Regions from separate parts of the Canis lupus genome. Here all the other regions are linked to region 2. A link is a contact called in public Hi-C data. All regions are on one chromosome and are shown on one strand. Each heading gives the region's core, a stretch centred on a gene start, on an enhancer-like site or on the middle of the called end of the contact. The rest is flanking DNA. Distances are from core to core; before and after follow the strand shown.

The links. A called contact is a pair of places that touch in the nucleus more often than the background predicts.
Region 1: a Hi-C map of blood shows a contact between it and region 2, with 3 times the contacts expected there. The contact joins the promoter of PABPC1 here to the promoter of ANKRD46 in region 2. A contact is called at or near these places in 3 of 9 Hi-C or Micro-C datasets (amygdala and blood).
Region 3: a Hi-C map of liver shows a contact between it and region 2, with 7 times the contacts expected there. The contact joins the enhancer-like site here to the promoter of ANKRD46 in region 2. A contact is called at or near these places in 5 of 9 Hi-C or Micro-C datasets (amygdala, blood, liver and 1 more).

Annotation. Positions count from the first base shown.
Region 1 is chr13:2,705,782-2,709,630 of UU_Cfam_GSD_1.0, forward strand. PABPC1 (polyadenylate-binding protein 1) reads right to left here and starts at 1,523. Exons shown (of 15, transcript XM_038555213.1): 1 at 676-1,523. The coding sequence starts at 868. LOC119864992 (a long non-coding RNA gene) reads left to right here and starts at 2,196. Exons shown (of 4, transcript XR_005368438.1): 1 at 2,196-2,474.
Region 2 is chr13:2,540,604-2,544,112 of UU_Cfam_GSD_1.0, forward strand. ANKRD46 (ankyrin repeat domain-containing protein 46) reads right to left here and starts at 1,276. Exons shown (of 5, transcript XM_038555201.1): 1 at 1,151-1,276.
Region 3 is chr13:2,789,777-2,793,353 of UU_Cfam_GSD_1.0, forward strand. No RefSeq gene overlaps it. Among named protein-coding and RNA genes, the nearest start is that of PABPC1, 84 kb to the left of the region's middle. Within about 2 kb of position 1,630, at least 2 of the 20 cell types and tissues checked have an H3K27ac peak or open chromatin away from gene starts, as enhancers often do. A contact at or near this core is called in liver, where this site is marked.

The DNA of each region.
Region 1 (3,849 bases), core at 273-2,772, 170 kb after region 2:
CCTGCTGTTTACCACAGGAGAGTGAGAAATGCCTGAACTCGGGGAAAACCTCAAATGCGCGTCTCATTGGCAATTCACATTTCTAGGGCCATGGGTTACTGACAAGTTCTTAAGAATGGAATCAGAAACCCGAGGACCGCAACATCACCAAATTAACTTTATTCTAAGGCGCTGTGGCTCCCCCAGGCGATTGGGCCAGGAGCAGAAGCAGGCCTCGGGCCTGTGAGGTTACAGGGTTCAACACGTGGTGTTTTTCGAGCACCGAGACGCACTTCCTCTGGGTCCTGGGGCGCCGGCGAGAGCCCCGGGTGGTGGGGCGAGCCTCCGCCGAAGCCCGGAGAAGGGGGCTCGGCTGCCGACGCCCCAGAGCCCCGCGTCTACTGGCGGGAGCGCGGTGGAAGAAGCCAATCTCACCCACCCTCCCGGCGCGTCATCACCCTAAAGTTTGAGAGCGGCAGAGGCCGAGAAAATGGTCGCAAAGGAGGAAGTAGCCAGGCGTGCGGCTGCCGGCTCCCGGGCGCCGGGGTCCCGGCGCCCGAGCCTCTCCGCGCCGGCCCTCGGGGGGGTGACATGCCCTCCGCCCCCTCCCCCGGGCCCGCCGGCCTAGCCCGCCCGCCGCCGCCTGCGCCTCATGGCCGCCCGCCCGCCCGCCCGCCCGCCGGGCCCGGCTCTCACCGTCCGCCGGCTGCTGGAAGTTCACATACGCGTAGCCCAAGGAGCGGCGGGTGATCATGTCCCTGCAGACCCGGATGGAGAGGATGGGCCCGGCCGGGCTGAACTTCTCGTAGAGCATCGCCTCGGTCACGTCGGGGTGTAGGTCCCCCACGTAGAGCGAGGCCATGGGGTAGCTGGGGGCGCTGGGGTTCATCTCGGCACGGCTGCCCGCAGGGCCACAGGCCGCGACCTTTCCGTGAGAGGAGGAGAGCGAGTGCTGGGGCCGGGGGCCGGAGCCGGGGGGAGGGGAGCGGGGGCAAGCGCAGAGGGACAAAAATCAACCGGAATCGAAAACTACTCAACGGCCGCAGAACGGGGTCGATCGGCTGCCGCCGGCTGCGGAGTGCTGGCTGCTGGCTGCTGGCTGCTGGCTGCTGGCTGCTGGCTGCCGGCTGGGAAGCGAGGGTGGCGGTGTCGGGTCCGGGCAGCGGGAAGGCCTCGGTCTCTTGGTTCCTTCTTGGAGCTGCTGCGGGGCCGCGGGCGGGCGGGCGGGTCGGTCTCGGCTGCTTCACCGGGTTATTTTACAAAAGAGGAAGAAAAAAAAATAAAAGTCTCCGGCGGAGGAGACGCGGATTTTTTGTAAATTTTTTTTGGGTTTTTTAAAAGGCTTTTTTAGATTTTTTTTGGATTTTTTTAATAATAAATGTGTGTTCCGAGCCCGGAGCACACACTCCGCACTCTCAGCACTAACCGCCGGGGAGAAGGGGAAGCACCGCCTCCTGCACCCTCTACTTATACCCCCCGCCGCACTCGCCCCGCCCCCGCGCGTCTGACGCCAGGGCCCTACGCGAGCGTCAGCGCCGGAGGAGGAGGGGAAAAGGAGGCGAGGGGGAGGAGGGAAGAGAGAACAGGAGGAGGAAAGAGCAGAGAGGAAGGGAGAGGTGGCGGCGGCGGCGGCGGCGGCCGTGCGTGTGGGGGTGGGGCGGGGCGGAGCTCCTGCGCACGCGCCGCGGCCGGGGGCGGGGCCCGCGGTGCGCACGCCCGCGGGGGAGGGAGCCGGGTGGGCCGGCCTCTCCTGCCGCCGCCGCCCCCGCCCCCGCCCCCGCCCCCGCCTCCACCCCGAGGGAGCGTTAACCCGTCACCGCGGCGGTGGGCGGTGCGCGGGGCTTCCGGGTTCCTCGGCGCTAACCACCCCGCACGTGCGCGGCTGTCCGGGCCTCCTCCCGCCTCGGCCCGCCCTGCTCCGACTCGCCCCGGCCCCGGAGGGACGCCGGGCACAGGGGGGCCGGCGTGGCCCCTTCCGGGCCCAGTTTCCGAGACGCGCGTGAAAAGAGGCCGGGGCTGGCCCCCCTTTCTCCTACCGGGACCGCACTACGAGTCCCAGCGGGCAGCGCCGCCACGCGCGTCGGCCGCAGAAGCGGTGCCTGCCGGGAGCTGGAGTCCCCAACGGCCGCGGCGCTCGCTGCCCCCAACCGGCCGCGGGTCGCGGCCGCCCGCTCGGGGACCCGCAACCGTCCGGCGCCGGACCCGGGCGGCCCGTGGCCTCCGGCGGGGGCGGGGCCCTCGGCCTCCACCGCGCGCTGTCCTTTGCTCAGAGGGGCTTTAATTTGGGAAAGCGGTTTCGGGGTCTTTGTCCGCCTCCCTTTTTAAAGTGTCGTGATCTCTATGAACTTAAGCTGCGAGGTGGGAATCTTTGGTTCTGCTATTTCTACTTTGAGATTTCTTTGCGGCAGAAAACAGGACTCAAGAAAAACTGCTGTTTTTCCTCGGAGTATGAGTCTCTCAGTCGGAATAGCAGCCCAGACCCGCAAGCAGGCAAGGTCAGCAACAGTTTATGACAAATGTGTGAAACAACCTCATACATTTCGTTGCGGACTTTAATAGAAATGGTGAATTTAATGAATCGATGGTCCTCAAAAAAACACCGTTATATAATTCCATTACAGTGTCCCTACAGGAATGCCATTAAGTCAACTCCCACTTGAGAGTTTTTTACTTTACAGTTCTTAGACCCCTTGCATAAGCATCATTTGTTCCCTACAGCATCTGGTGTGGGTGGTGGAGCACTTAGTAATAATTTTATCTTACTGTTAAGAGAACAGTCTCAAACTAAACGATTGCCCAATTCATTCTTTAATTCAATAAACTTTAATGCATGCCAGATACTTTACCAGGTGTGGACTGGGGGCTTTATTGTCATTTAATTAGAATTTAAACCAGCAGAATCCCACATAAGTGCTATTTCGCCCCCATCTTGGTAGGAAGATAATATTTTTTAAAAACATACTGCCTCATGTGCTTTATTAAGCAAAAGAGCAAAACTTTGGATTGTGTAGTAGGAAGACGTGTCTATTAGGAAGTGTTAAATCACCGTTCACTCTGTTAGAACTCTGTGGTTAAAAGTCAATCCGTCAATATATTTATTGAACGCCTGCCAAGTGGAGAGTACTGTGTAAGTAGGAAAGACAAGTGACGGAAACAAAACCCTGTCCTCACGAAGCTTATCATGAGCTCTCTGGTATCCTAAGTGCCAGCATAAAAATTAATGCAGTCAACATGCAATCCCAGCATTTTATCTGGCTGTGACAATTTTCTGTTAGATTCTGTATTTTCTTTAAAAAACAAGGGGTGGGGGATCCCTGGGTGGCTCAGCGGTTTAGCGCCTGCCTTCGGCCCAGGGCGTGATCCTGGAGACCCGGGATCGAGTCCCACGTCCGGCTCCCGGCATGGAGCCTGCTTCTCCCTCCTCCTGTGTCTCTGCCTCTCTCTCTCTCTCTCTTTCTGCATCTCTCATGAATAAATAAATAAAATATTTAAAAATAAATTAAAAAGTAAAAAACAAAGGGTGGAAATTCCATCATTGTACTTCGGAAGAAAACAGGACTTCGTTTTAATATTTTTATTAAGTGACCAAAACAGGTAATATGAGAAAACGGGTCAAAGAAGAAGTGTACTCAATAAAGGAAGGTAAAGGGAGATCACCTCCAATAACGTGAACATTAGACTACAGCAAGGATTAAAACTATCCAAACCCATACATAATTACTAAGATTATCCAGAGGCTCTTACATTATTTCTGGTAGAAGATGAGAGTACAGTGTGGTAGACCTCATGAAAACGTAATTGTAAATAACAAAGATGAGAAAAATGGTCTGCTTGGAGTCTAAAAAATTTTGTCAGAGAGCAAGAGTTCAA
Region 2 (3,509 bases), core at 26-2,525:
TTCAGCACTACTGTCCTAACATTGCAAAGGCAAAGTGAACTCACTAAAAACGGTATCAAAGCACAAGTAATGAAGAAAAGTAATGAAGCTTGTAAACAGCCAAATGAACCCACGTCTATTTCACATCAAAGTGCATGGATAGCGGTGAGGGCTTCGACCAAGCTTAACTTATTATCCACTACAATCTTCAAAGAGCAAACATTTTTCTCATTAAACTCCTTAAAAACCAAAAAGGAGTTGGGATAGGGCTTTTGCAGATAGCCACGAAAATTAAGGCTGCGAGAAGTCCGTTCAGGCTACGAATCAAATTAAACAAACACGCAAGCAAATCCCTCTGGAACATGCTTGGACAGGGAACAGAAGCAAGGACGCTGGAGAACGGCAGGGGAGGCTCGGCTCAACCCAGCTCTCCCTCTGCTGGCTGCCCGACCCTCGGCAAGTTTGCTCAGACTCTCCGGGCTCAGTTTCCTCATCTGTAAAATGGAAACGGTACCTCACGGGGCTGCTGCGAGGATTGATCAGAGGGATTAGGTATTCCAACACGGAGCACCACGCCGGACACTTAGTGAGCACGGAGATGGGGACGACCGGCATTCCCGTACCACCGCTCCTACGGTGCTGAAGCGGGGCGCTCCTCCCTAGCACCTCACCGTCTTAAACACCGCGCACCAGCACTAGCAGCAGTGCGTCTTTTACCTACGGTCAGCAGCCAAGTTTAAAGAATACGCGTCCCTTTCCCTCCAGGCAGAGCACGGACCGGAAACCCGGAGGCTAAACACCCGCCTCCCGGCCTCGTCGCCGCCTCCACACGCCGAGCCGCGCACCCTCCGCACCCTCCTCTCGCCCGCCGCCTGCTGCCGCGTTCCCGCCGCGCCCCGGGCCCGCGACGCCCGCAGCCTCTCCCCGCGACAGCACGAGAGCCCTGGCCGGCCTCGCCCCGGCCCTCACGAGCGGCACAGCCCGGGCCGCCCGCCGGACCCGCGACGCCCGCTCGGGCTCCCTCAGGGCCGCCGCGTAGGGGCGAGGGCACCCGGGCACCCGGGCAGCCTCGCGCCCGCCCCCGGCCCCGGCCCCGGCCCCGGCCCGGGGCTCTCCGGGGAGGTGTCGCTGGCTCGGCCCTGGGGCCGCCCACGGGCCCCGGCCCACGTACCTGCGACCCCGCGGAGCGGCGGCGGCGGCGGCGGCGGCTGCAGGTGGAGAGGAGGAGAGGGGCGGGCCATAGAGACAGGCCGGGCTGCCCCGGGGCTAGAGCGGCCTCACGCCGCGCCGGACGGTGCGCCCCCTGCAGGCGGGAGGCCCGCGCGGCGACTCGGCTTCCCCAGAACCGGACGCTCCGCTCCGAAGGCGCCTGCTCGAATTCGGGAAAGGACGGAGCCTGCGCGTGGGCAGAAGACAATGACAGCCTAGGAAGAAGTTTTTCCAGCCTGAGTTCAGGAGCATTTTGCACTATTCACGTCCTTTTTCTAAATATTTAACATCCCAACCCCTCAGCTAAATGAAGGCTTCAAAGCAAGGATACTTTTATTAAAAGCTGTAAGCATCCATAGTCACCGACCTCTAGGTAAGGCTAATAACTCAGATGGATATATTCATAATAGCAACTGACTGCCATAATCCTAAAAATATGACGCTTTTTTTGTGTCAAAAATTGTTTGAATATTTACATCCTACTTTTTAGGATTCCTGGACTAAATGCAAGATGTATACAGCCAAATCTCACTGAAAATGTGGTGGATAGCAGGGTGGTGGAAGTTCATTTATACATATACAACATTTAAGTTTCCCAGCTCTGTTCCTACAGACTTCCTCTGCAAAGTGATTATCCCTTCTCTGAATTCTAGCACCACTTGCCCAACCAGGCCACCTTCTGGGATCTCATGTCCATCCACTCAAGAGCTATTATTATTCAGTCTAACAGTGTGTTCTTGGTAAAGTCATGTAAATGTTTAGGATCATTGTCAAATTTGAGAGAATCTCTTTCAAATTTCTTTCATATAAGAATTATGATTTCAGGGGGTGCCTGGGTGGCTCAGTCAATAGAGCATCTGACTCTTGACCTCAGGGTCATGAGTTAAAGCCCCACATTGGGCATGGAGCCCACTTTTTAAAAAATTATGGGGGATCCCTGGATGGCTCAGCGGTTTAGTGCCTGCCTTGGGCCCAGGGTGTGGTCCTGGAGTCCTGGGATGGAGTCCCACATTGGGCTCCCTGAATGGAGCCTGCTTCTCTCTCTGCCTATGTCTCTGCCTCTCTCTCTCTCTCTCTCCTCTCTCTCTCTCTCTGTGTCTCTCATGAATAAATAAAATCTTAAAACAAAAATAAAAAAATTATGACTTCAGGGCATTTCACATTTTCATGTGCAGTCACTAATCGTAAGTATTAATTACTATTTGAATGGATGACATTTATTAACCAATTTGTCATGGATGTCTTCCTTGTGGTTTGGGTTGAGTTTATAATATCTTCATTGATGCCCATAAATTTTGTCAAATCTACAAAGAATTTAAACCTTTTCCCAATATGTTCATAGGATGCACTTCTCTTCATTAATTGGCTTACTGAACAATCTGAGAGCGTATTTATTACTTCTATTCAAATATATTTCTTCCCCTCTATGAGTTATGCTTTTGTTTGATCTGAAAAAATGCAGGGACTGTGCAGACAGCTTTTTTTCTCAGGTGAGATTAAGGGAGTGAAATGCGCACTATTCATGTCCTGTGAATCCTCCACGGCACCACATGTGGGGACTATAGCACATCACTCTGGTCACTAGGAGTGTTCAGAGAAGCCTTTCCTCCACTTTGACAATAACTTAATGCTGCATGTGACCATAAACCACATGGACAATCCCATTAAATGCAAAACAGAGTATCCCCAACTGCATTTCTGCTTAGCAAGAGCCCCAAAATATCTATATTCACTCCAGTGCTACTCAAGAGAGAAGAGAGCCTTGGGAAGTCCGGGTAGAAATAGACAGCAGTCTTCATTGTAATTAAACTATATTAATTTTGCAAACTTTACAGAAACTTTTGACTGTGTGAACCTATTTCCAGAGTTCCTTCCAGGGTCTTGGAAGGAACCTGTACAAGGGAGGGTGGGGCTGTATTAGTTCTCTATTGTCACTGTAACAAATTATCACAAACTTAATGACTAATTCATCATCTTACAGTTCAGGAGGTCAGAAGTCCAAAATCAGTTTCACTGGGCCAAAATCAAAGTGTAGGCAGGGCTGCATTCCTTCTGGAGGCTCTAGAGAGGATCCATTTCCTTACCCTCTCCAGCTTCTAGAGGCTGCCCATATTCTGTGGCTCGTGGCCCCTTCCTCCATCCTCAAAACCAGCCATGTAGCATCATTTCTCCTTCTGACCTCTGCTTCTACTCTTGTATCTTCTCTAACTTTGACCTTCCTGCCTCATTATTAGGACTTATTATTAGGCTTACACTGGGCACACCCTGATAATCCAAAATTTCTCCACCTCAAGGTCTTTAACTTAATCACATCTACAAAG
Region 3 (3,577 bases), core at 380-2,879, 250 kb after region 2:
CCTGTAGTTGCAGAAGTTTGTGAATAGACAGTCCTACTTGCTACACCTGCAAAGGTCTGTCCTGGCAGAACTGAAACCATTGTCAAACTATTTGGCTTGTGAATGCAACAGTCCCCCCTCCCACAACCTCCTCACCGCCATCTTTGCTGTCTCTCCTCAAGTCTGGTCAGAGGAACAGCGGGACCCTGCTGCAAGGGTTCACTGGCATTCAGATAGAAAAGTCTGGACCAGGGGCACCTGGGTGGCTCAGTCAGTTGTCTGACTCTTGGTTTCAGCTCAGGTCATGATCTCAGGGTCGTGAGATCAAGCCCCACATTGGGGTCCACACTCAGTGCAGAGTCTGCTTGATATTCTCTCTTCCTCTCTTTCTAGCCCGCCCCACTTTCTTTCTCTCTCTCTCTCAAATAAATAAATAAAATCTTAAAAAAAAAAAAAAAACGCCTGGTGTTGATTCTGTACATAAAGGATTGCTGGTGGGGGATGGACAGGAAGACATGGACTCTGCAGACGCTCCTGAGTGAGAACTGTAGGGAACGTTCGGAGGGAAGGAGGTAGAGAGGAATGGGGTTTTGAGCCCAGATGGCTGACAGGATGATGATGCCAGGAATTGAGACATCAGGAGGGACTACCTTGAAGGTGAGTGGGACTGAGGAAGATGTTCTCAGGCAAGACGAGTTAAGGTGCTGATAGGATGTCCAAATATAAATATCGGGCACACTATTGAAAAAGTGAGTATAAGTCCAGAGGAGTGGCTCTCAAACTTTTGGCCTCAGATGTCTTTCACACTCTTAAAAATATTGAGGACCAGAAGAGCTTTTGAGTAAGTGGGTTTTATCTATCAATGTTTATTGTATTAGAAATTAGAACTGAGAGATGCCTGGGTGTCTCAGTGGTTGAGCATCTGCCTTTGGCTCAGGGCATGATCCCAGGGTCCTGGGCTCGAGTCCAGCATTGGGCTCTTAGCAGGGAGCATGCATCTCCCTCTGCCTGTGCCTCTGCCTCTCTCTCTGTGTCTCTCATGAATAAATAAATAAAATCTTAAAAAAAAAAAAGAAATTAGAACTGAGACATAGAAAATATTTAGTAAAAAAAGAAAAAAGAAAAGAAAGAAAATATTTAGTGATTTGTTTACAAGTAACAATAACCCATTACACATTAATATAAATAATGTTACCATATTTTCCTAACCAAGAAAAGGATGAAATTAGTGATTGTTTTATATTTTTGCAAATCTCTCTAATGTCCAGCTTAATAGAAGACCTCTGGCTTCTCAGATCTGCTTCTACATTTAATTGAGACAAATTGTGTTAGCTGCAGTATAGGATGAAAATCCAGATTCATACAGATATTTAGTTGTAAAAAGGGAGGATCTTCTCTCTCCCCCTAGGGATCCCGGAATGGTACTTTGAGAACTGTTGGTCTAGAGAGAGGTCAGGGCTTTAAATGCTCGTTTTGAAGTTCTCTGTGCAGAGATGAGGGCTGCTGGTGTGGTGGCAGGAGAGCTGTTGCATGCAGGGAGCCAGGATCCGAGCTGTGGATCTGTTTGTGTGGTTGGTCCTCAGTACTCACCAATTCTGCACCTGCAGATTTGCCTACTAACTATTTGTGACTCCAGATCAATACCTGTGGCACCGCGGGGTCATCCCCAAACACGGTGCAGATAAGAGAGCCGTTGAGTCATCTGACGTCCGTGCTCCCCGGCTGAGGTCACCCCAGGCAATTGCCTGCTTTTTTGTTGCTGTTCTCATGTTGTCAACAAGCACCCTTTCTGTAGTCTATTTGGTGCCACTTTTTCCACATTTTTGTGCTTTTTGTTGGTGGTTTTGCTGCTTCAATGGTGCTCAAATACAGTGCTGAAGTAGTGTCTAGTGATACCAAGCACAGGAAGATTGCCATGTGCCTTTGGAGAAAACACTTATGTTAGATAAGCTTCATTCAGGCACGAGGTAAAGTCCTGTTGGCCCTGAGTTCAATGCTAACCAATAAATTAAATATAATACGAATTAGTATATAAAAATAATAGGTTATATATAAATCAGTATCTTAAATAAGATGTTTTTATTTTTTAAGGTTTTATTTATTTGGGACACCTGGGTGGCTCAGCAGTTGAGTGTCTGCCTTTGGCTCAGGGCCTGGTCCCAGGATCCCGGGATCAAGTCCCACTTTGGGCTCCCTGCATGGAGCCTGCTTCTCCCTCGGCCTGTGTCTCTGCCTCTCTCTCTCTCTCTTTCTCTCTCTCTCTCTCTCTCTCTGTGTGTCTCTCATGAATTAATAAATAAAATCTTTTAAAGATATTTTTTATTTATTTGACAGAGAGAGAGCACAAGTACGGGGAGCAGCAGGCAGAGGCAGAGAGAGAAGCAGGCTCCCCACGGAACAGGGAGCCCGATGTGGGGCTGGATCCCAGGACCCTGGGATCATGACCTGAGCCAAAGGCAGATGCTTAACTGACTGAGCCATCCAGGTGCCCCAATCAAGTATTTTTAAACAGAAATATACATAAAACAAGGCTATTTATCAGCGAGATGATGAAAATTCTGTGACCAGACGCTGGAAGAAACCTACACTTGTCTTTCCCCAGTGCAACGGTTCTAGGTTTGTGGCTGCGTATGGAGCATAACTGCCAGGGATAATGAGAATCTCCTGTACTTGGAGGGGAAGGGAAATCAGTCGGGATGTGGAGAACCACGACAGTCATTCCAGTAAGAAAAAGTTTCCAAAAGGAAGTTCTGGTCAACTTGTCAGCTAGAGCAGTGGCAGCTAAGGGAAATGTCAGGGCTGTCCTGCCCCCAGCACCACCCTGGGGGCGCCCACGGCTCCTGCCTGGACAGGTTGCTCCCAGTCTCTTGCCTGTGCCTACAAATAAGCCTTCAAGCTTACCACAAGCAGAGAAGATGCATTCCTTCCTCAGAATGTAATGAGAGGGTAAGGCCTCCCCTTAAAAAAGAGGAGGAGAGGAAAATATAAATTGGCTGAAGACGAGAATGAGCTGATTAAAAAAGGAGAGTTCTGGGGTTTTGACCAAGTGCCGGAATCCTTCACTTTCCCAGAGGTGGACAGAAGATGACATTTTTCAGCAAGAGTGCCTTGGGTTACAACACAGACGTTTTAGCAAAGAACTGTCAGAAAGGCAAAAGATCTTTTGGTAAACTTCAGCCTGGAAATGGCTGAGAGGAAAGGAAGTCCGAGCTCTCCCTGGTTTTAAGGTGATTTGATACAGGTGAGCTCAGCTTCTCCCAAGGACTTTTTAGTCTCCATGGTCATGGCACGCTTCCACCACCTGGTGACCACACACTTAAATTGCAAGGCCTGCTTTTAGAAGCCAGGGAAACATCTGGCTGCATGAGAAAACCACTGAAATGAGCTTATAGCAAACAGCTGCTAATTCTCTTTTAACCAGAAATAGTACTTGATAATTCTAGCCCACCTTATGGTTATCCCTTTCTTCTCTGGATTAGTATACATTTTTTGGTGTGGTTTTTTTTTTTTCCTTTACCAATATCAGTAGACACTGAACCGTTCTTGACTTGACAATGGACGTTGAATAAAAGTCAGCTGACAGCTCAACCGCAGGAAA